2 separate regions of the Danio rerio genome follow, and region 2 is linked to region 1. The links are chromatin contacts, called in public HiCAR-type maps. All regions are on one chromosome and are shown on one strand. The core of a region is the stretch at or near the end of the contact, and the rest is flanking DNA. Distances in the headings are between cores, read along the strand shown.

Region 1 (4,423 bases), core at 325-2,824:
GCATCTGTAAACAGTTAATTAAAAATAATCCAACAAGACTTTTTTTTATAGTTTATAGTTTTTTTATTATAGTTTTTTTTATTATAGACTTTATTATAGTTTATAGCTTTTTTATAGTTAAAAATCTGTAATTTTACTGTTTATTTCCGGCAGCTGGGGTGCCAGAAAAAGGTAAAATAATGGTCATTAAATTCCAGAAATTTCCTTAAATTTAAATTTCTGTTAAATTTCTGTTGTTCAACCTCTGTTATTTTACAGTTAATTTCTGTAATTTAATGGTGTTATTTGTTTTTTTCTGGCACCCCAGCTGCCGGAAATAAACCGTAAAATTATCAAAAATTTTAACAGTGTATTATGTGTCTGACAGCTTTCGATGTATTTAATGTTTTGTCATTTAACTTAACACAAATACAGTAATCAAAATATGTTCATCAGCATATTAATTTGGAATTTCACCCTTAGCAGACCTGTTGCACATCTCACATTTCATCAAGAGGATTTTTAACCAGAATATGTACTTATAACTGTAAAACCAATGCTTTTTCTTGGATGATGTATCAGTAAAGTATGCTTATATTTGTCAGATTTCTAACAGCTTAAATTTTGAACATCAAACCAAAATAGCATGTTTCAGAAGATTTATAGTTGATTTAACCCCAATTTAAGAAGTTTTTGTAATTTTCCATCTATTTGAAGAGGTGCCATTTAAAGTTGCTTCAAAGGTTTTCTTACAAGTGCCAAAAAAAACTTTCCTTTATGTTATTATGGTTAATGGATAAACTGTTCACAGTGTTTAGAGACACATGTTTCTGAGACATCTGATCAAAATTGAAAGGGTGTACTGTAAAATGTTATGGTTAAGCTCAGCTTAAACTTAAGATTAGTTTTCCGTTTTATGTGTTTTCATGATAAGTTCTTTAAAGAAATATTTTTTTTCTTATTGTAAAAAACATTAATAGTAAAAAGAAAGTTTTTTTTTTTCAAAAAGTGAAATGAAAATGTATTTATTGTTCTTTATTGCCATTGATGGTTAAATAAACATAATTTAACATTAATCAACCACTTAAACTTTTAATTATACAAACTATTATTTGTGGTGGAAAATGTTCTTTATGAGAATTGTTCGTTAAAAGTATTTTCTTTTTTCAAGAGTGTAATTCTTTAGATGTTTTCACTGGTCAAGAAATCTGAAGAATCTTAAATTGTGCCTCGACCATCTCTGCAATTATTGTTAGGTGCCAGTATTTAAAGTCGGAACAGAACTGTCCATTAACATGAAGTGAGTAGGCGGATACCTTGCTATATTTGATGAATAGCTGCATGAATGAGAAAAAAAACATGCTTTTGACTAAATGCGATGGCATCTGCTCGTAACACACCGGGGTAGCTTCACATTGCGGTTGAGATCACGCAGGAGTGGCATCATCCCAGAGTGGTGTGGAGATGTAGAGAGAGGTCTACCCCGATCTTCTCTCTCTTACTCCCCCCTCCCATCTCTCTCTCTCTCTCTCTCTCTCTCTCTCTCTCTCTCTCTCTCTCTCTCTCTCTCTCTCTCTCTCTCTCTGTATCTCTCACTGATCCCACAGTGTAGTAAAGCGGATAGGCAGCTAAACAAACCGCGGAATCTTTCCGAGAAGACACCGACAGAGGTAAGAAACTTTTTCTGTAATTATATCTTAAATGTTTACAGTAGTCAATATCAATGATGCCTTGGCGCGATAGATGGACCAGCTTGTTCTACACACAGTATCGTAGATCATGCATCGTGGTTGCCCAGACTGCGCAGTGCTCAGATGAAAAGCCACCTGCACGCGCCGCGACTCACGCGCTCTCCGGAAATCATGTAGAAGCCCCTATAACGCATTTGCGCGTCTCTGGCGCAGCGCGCTTTCTGACAGAATCCATGCGTCTCAAAGCATGTGCGTTTCAAAGCAATCTTTGAAGCTGAAAATGCAGATTTGATGTGAGAGTGTTACTTGTGCATGGTGCCAAATGAATGCTCCTACATCTTCTTACAAGGCTGTAGTTCACTGGGAGCTGGTCTTAATCTATGGGCATGTAATAATCATGCAGGGCGACTGCGGGAGATGCACTTAGCGCGCACCGTTAGATCGCCGCTGACAGATGTGCGGAGAGGATTTGGTATTAATATACCATGGCGGGTTTTTGTTGGCGAGCTACGTGACACGGTTTCGGCATCCAGACGACGGAAGAAGCTTGTTCCCTCGGTATTTCATAACTTTGACTAGACTCGTGTTATTCGTGCGTATGTTTGTCAGAAAGCATTGCGTCTGCACGCACAGTGTGCTGGAATTACATTCACAGCTCAGAGGATGTGCGTGTTAGGGTGTGAGAGATTCTGAATTATGATTAGTGCTTTAAAAATGCGTTGACAAATAAATGTGACACAGGTTTTCATTACACTGCATTGTTTAGTCACAGTTTCTAGCATAACCTGTTGGACTTTTGTAGCTGTCTGTTTTTAATCAAAAATGTTTCACACTGAGAGAAAGAGAAAGAATAAGACGTTTATAATAAATTTCACAGGTAAAAGCATACAATGACCAAACTGTTTTAGTATTATTTACTAAAGATCTAAAATGTCATTCAGTGTACCAATAATTTATATAATAAAAAGCCCTGTCAGGGATAAAAGATCAGGAATCACCTGATGACATACTAAATTAGTACATTTAAGGATTACAGTTCAGCCCCAAACACGAACTAATTGTCGCATTAAATTCACTTGGCCGATATCTTTGAACCCATGGGTTTACCCTTCTATGACTTTTAATAAGTACAAATGAGAAATTGTTTGTTGTTTCATTTTAATGTAAATGTATCTGCTGAATTAAATGTTGATGGAACATTTGAAATAATGTACAGGCCCGTAGCCAACCTGGCGTAAGAGGTGGTTCTTTTTTTCTCAGAATGTGGACCTTTTTGCAGTTATTCGCCTTATTTTCTATTTAATAACGGTATTTACATACTGCATTTTAGTGACTATTTAGGCACAACTTTAATTCAAATAAATTTTAATATGGGCCACTTTTGGTGCTTTGCATCGCTTTATCAGTATTTTTTGTTTCAAGAAAACAAGATTTACAATAAAAGTTTCTTGTAAAATTTTTTCTTCATTTAAAAACAATACAGTTAAAGATGACGTCACTTACATCTGATTGTATGTTTTCTTGCACAGCTGGATGTTGAACTCATGAAAAATCATAGTTTGCATTGGCCAAAACTGATTAGCTGTAGTCACAATGATGTGACGTTCAACAGATGATTTGACTTGGTCTTAAAGCTTTTTTCAACAGGTTTTGTCAGTTTAGTGGCTAATTCAGTTGTACGAAATTTTATGATTTTTAAAAAGGAGGTGTGGCACCTAACCAAACCCCTAAACCCAAATCACACTAAATTGTACGAGTTAGATCTTACAAAATAATTAGCCACCAAATAAAAAAGTTACGAATTGACGTGAGATTGTGTTGGTTATTTTCACAATTTATGATGGAGCAGCAGTCCAAATGGGACAACTGGGCTCATGTATAGGACTCATTCTGGACCTTTGTTGTTGAGGGGTGAGAACCACCTGAACTCCCCCCCCCCACTCCCCTTGACTACAGGCCTGGATTAATAAACCCTCCACCGGTGTATGTTTTTTTAGAATAGGGTAATATCTGGCCATTTCTGTAATCCAATGGGTAAAAAAATCTAAATATTGAGACCATTGTCTTTACAGTTGTCCAATTAAGTTAGTAGAAATGGATATTACTAATAAAAAAAATAATCTTTGATATATTTATGGTACAAAATTTACCAAATATATTCATGCAACATGATCTTTACTTATTGTAATAATTTTTAGCATACACGAAAAAAATGATAATTTTGACATATGTTAGTTAGTTACCTAACTTTATTTGTTCCCATAGGAAATTTTATTTGCAGCATACAATCACAGAGACTTCTGACATTTCACATTTTGCATGTACAGTTTAAGTCAGAATTATTTGCCCGCCTTTTTATTTTTTGTCTTTTATTTCCCAAATGATGTTTAACAGAGCAATGAAATTTTCACAGTATGTCTGATAATATTTTTTCTTCTGGGAAAAGTCTTATTTGTTCTGTTTTGGCTAGAATAAAAGCAGTTTTTAATAATAATAAGAAAAATTAAGGTCAATCTTCTCTCCGTTAAACAAAAATCAGAGGAAAAATAAACAGGGGTGCTAATAATTTAAGGGGGGTAATAATTTTGACTTGTATATAAATAATTATATAATTGTACATAAATAATTTATTTAAAAAACATGATACCCTCTAAATAAATTTCCAGTTTACTAGCCATCAACTGCTGCTAAGGGAGGAGAAATTAAAAAACCTAATTGCTTGGGGTATAAATGTTTTCCCCCCCTATTTCTTA
Region 2 (3,995 bases), core at 377-2,876, 250 kb after region 1:
ATGAACCTCACTCCACTGACCTCTAAAGGTGCTCTGAGGGCATGGTCTTTAGCCTTCTTGGTAGAGCAACCGACTCCCATGTGGAAGGTCGCATGGTTCAATACCAGCTCGGAGCAGGTTGGGTGGTGTAAGACCGGAGAGGTTATAGTGCCGTGACCCGGGTGGGAGTGAGGTTTAAGGGGGTGAGTGTAACAGAGTCCAGCTAGTAAGTGCTATGCATGTAAACCTCACTCCTCTAAAAGTGCTCTAGTGACAGACGATGGGTTATATATATAAATTATATATAGCCTATATAACCCACCAGTACTACACCACCCAACCTGCTCCAAACTGGTATCGAACTGGCAGTTCCGCATGGGATTCAGTTGCTCTACTAAAGAGACTATGGCCTCTAGTGCCTGACACTAGAGCACTTTCAGAGGAGTGAAGTTTATTTTTCCAAAATACGTGCCAAAATGTGTTTTACATGGCCGATGTTATTTCAGTATACACTGACCTTTACTCCTAATTTCAGACTTCACTCGTGTGTCCACATTTTTCTTTGTGTTTGAGTGATGTGAGCCATAAATAACACTTAATCCAGTGACAGAGCAGTGGGCTTCTTTGCCCTCCACGTATATTGTGTAATATCCTGACACCTTGTGGTCAAGCTTGGCACTGGCACTTTACTTTTTATATATATATATTGTAGTTAAAGTTGTGAAATAACAAATTACTATTTGGATATTTATTTGTACATAATTTTCTATATCAATTTTATCTCTATATAATAAGCAGGTTTATGGAATAAAACAATGTCAAAGTTACGCAAAAAAATAAAAGCAACTCGGTTCAAAATGAGAATTTAAATGTAGAATGTGTCATATTTTTCAGTCACCTTTGAGCAGATAGAAAGATACAATACATTCAACCAGCAAATAAAAAGATTAAAAGCATGTAGTAAAAACAGGCCCGTAGCCAGGGTGGGGGTTCGGGTGGTTCTAAAGACCTACCCCAGAAACTGCCATTGGTCCAGAACATTTGCCACTATTCTCTTATTTAAACTAGAAAAATATCGTTAAGCTGTTATTTTAATGTGTTTATTATAAATCTTTATGAAATATTTTGGTATCAAAAATTGAGGATACAACAAGGCTGTCTACGGGCCTGAATAACAAATGAATGAACTGATTAACCAACGTTGCAAGGCTACGTCACGAAGTTTGATCAAGACGGCGGATGGATATGATGTTTTGTTGGTAGTGTGAGCTCTAGATCCTGCTCTGCTTCATGATTTTTGAGTGCGAACAGGACTGCTGCAAAAGTGCCTTTTACTAATAAGGGCTACACAAACAGACCTCTATTAAGTGAATCACACGTATTGTTAACTTGAAAGCGCATATAAAATTATTATAAAACTAAAAAGATGAAGGAAATGTTGAAAGTATGTAAAATTAAACATTTATAAAGTGCGGTTGGCTTGCCAACATTACAAATCAGCAACTGCTACAGAAAGTATTGTACTTTCAATCAGATAAAATCTGCAGGATAAGAACTATTTTTTTAGGAATCTCTTTTGGCGGAAGGATACAGTTCTTCAGCGCGACTCACGAACAGGTGTATGACGCAAAACACTCGGGTCTGTGGAACTGTTCACCATCACAAAAATCCGAGTTACAACTACACATCCCATAAAGACATCATATCCGAAAAAACATATGCGTTATTGTACCACGATGTACAACTGTTCAGCAAGGAGATTCAACATGACGTAAGGTAAGAAGATAAAACAGTTTTTGCTTGCTAGCTCGGCGGCTAACCTTATAGTAGCGGCAAGTGCATTGATTAACGTTACTGATGCTTGGATGGCTTTAGCCAGAGACTGTTGAGTGTCACGGGCTAATGACGGCTTTATATTTTAGTGTAGAATTTTTACATCTTGTTTAACGTTAGATGCGTTTTACTCAGTAACGGTATCATGTATGAAAGCGACACACAGATCTGAATGACCTCTCGGCGGCAGTTTAAGCAAATAAAATGATAATGTTATGTTATGTCCGGTTGATGTAATAACGTTAGCAGTTTTCGCACGAAGTAGGATTATACCAAGTAACGTTAATAATCATATATAATTCAAATTTATTTTTGTGCTGGTGTCTTTAACTCGTGTATTGAAGTTTGCTCGACTGACAGCAGCAGTAATTTAGACTCTGCTACTTGAACCGTTCTCTAGTAACGTTACGTGTATGTGACGTTACCTACGCCTGTATTTTGATGTCGCAGTGATGATGAGTTTGTTATTGAGTTTTATTAGATTTAGTATCCCTGAGCCCTTTACTGGTATCGGTCCGTTATTCTGATTCATCGTGAATGGGATGTGTGCGCAAACTCATTGTAGATGCCATATGGTAAATGACTCGTCCTGACATTATTTGCTTATTTAAAGGTCTCCAGCAACTGTAAAACACGGATGTTGCCATCCTGGGCATTTTTTTTCTTTTGTAGATCACAAAAATGGTGGCAGGTAGAACGTTATGCACTGTACGAGTTTAGCCACCATTTCAGTTTGTTGTCTTTTTACCATTACATAAAAGTGAATGGTATCATTGTAAATAGTATCTTGTGTTCCACACAAAAAAGTCACAGAATGACAACTCGTTTTTCAGTCTTTGTGAACTGTGTTTCATTACATTATTTTAAACTTGTACACTTTTCTGAATAATAATTCATCATCATTGACATTTCTTAGGTAATACAGTTGATGGTGCTGTAAGTATTGATTGTCTTAAAGCTGAGCATCAATTTATTGGTTTGGTTTGCTTTGATTTCCTTTTTAGGAATCGAGTACAACATTTGGGTTCCTGATGTAAAAGTCCCTTTCATCATGTTCCAATACCCACACTTCCTGTCTTGAGCATTTTCACTTGCCATCTAATGACAAATTTCCTGTTTGGTCCAAATGTTCAAGTAGAAGTAAAGACCACAAGTGGGTGTAAAACTTTAATTTATCAATGGGTGATACTTGCAGAGTATTTGCAGAGCTTTATCTACACAGTTTCAGTTAGACTCTACACTTCAGTTCAGTAGTTATGGCAATTTAATTGCGATGCTTTTTTGTTAAGAGATTAAACCAGTTCCAAACATTTGACAAAATACCAACCAAAACTGTATATTTGACAAATGAGGTGACGTCAACACTTTTATCTTAGTATTTTTTTCAGCACAGTGAAGTTTCTGGTGAAAAACAACATTATTATTGTTTTGTAGAGAATAGATTTCTTCCTGCAATGTAGAAAACATGGACAGAATCACTAAATTCATTCATTGAGAATAGAATTAACTGAATAGTGAAAAATGTCTCAAACTTTGACTGTTTTGGATAAATAATTAACATTTGTTCCTCTGTGTTTTCATTTTAACGAGAATAAAAAATTTGATAAAAGTCATATTTGTTTTATTGGATATGCTGTTTTAAGTTTATCTAGCATTAAAATTGTCTAAATATATATTAGAGAATTGGAAAAAAACATGTATTTCATAGAGCACTGCCTGTATGTGCAATGCTTCATGGGTTTATTATAATTTTTCATTAAAGCTGTTAAGTACACAGTCTTGTACCATTATCCTTTTTTTCTTATAGTGTAATGCATGTTAGCTTTAAGTCAAAGTTAGTAATGTTGTGACTCACCTCATAGCTGTCTGTATTTATTTCAGTGCTTAACAATCGGAAAGAATTTTTGTTTACATTTGCATGGGGAGAATTAAAAAAACCTGTGCATACTATGTGCACCTTATTAAGATGTTAAACATAGAATATGCTTCTTGTTACAACGGCATATTGTTTTGAACTACTGGAAAAGTGCTGTGTGCTAACAGAGTATTTTTGTGTTTGAAACTGGCACTCCTTTGACATATGCATAGTGTAGCTGTAAGGTTAGTCTGTTTGTTTACTGTGGTTCACGCCTTCTTTAAGCACAGGGCAGGCCAGGAGATCCTGCAGAGATCAATAGGAGCCT

Evidence for each region. HiCAR-type assays count read pairs that join an accessible place to other places.
Region 2: a HiCAR-type map of caudal fin shows a contact between it and region 1, with 6 times the contacts expected there. The contact joins the promoter of sgsm3 here to the promoter of elfn2b in region 1. A contact is called at or near these places in 5 of 18 Hi-C or Micro-C datasets (caudal fin, embryo, skeletal muscle and 1 more) and 2 of 4 datasets of contacts at active chromatin or transcription factors (caudal fin and embryo).

Annotation. Positions count from the first base shown.
Region 1 is chr3:32,547,463-32,551,885 of GRCz12tu, reverse strand. elfn2b (extracellular leucine-rich repeat and fibronectin type III domain containing 2b) reads left to right here and starts at 1,574. Exons shown (of 4, transcript XM_068219140.2): 1 at 1,574-1,649.
Region 2 is chr3:32,297,169-32,301,163 of GRCz12tu, reverse strand. sgsm3 (small G protein signaling modulator 3) reads left to right here and starts at 1,626. Exons shown (of 21, transcript NM_213330.1): 1 at 1,626-1,755.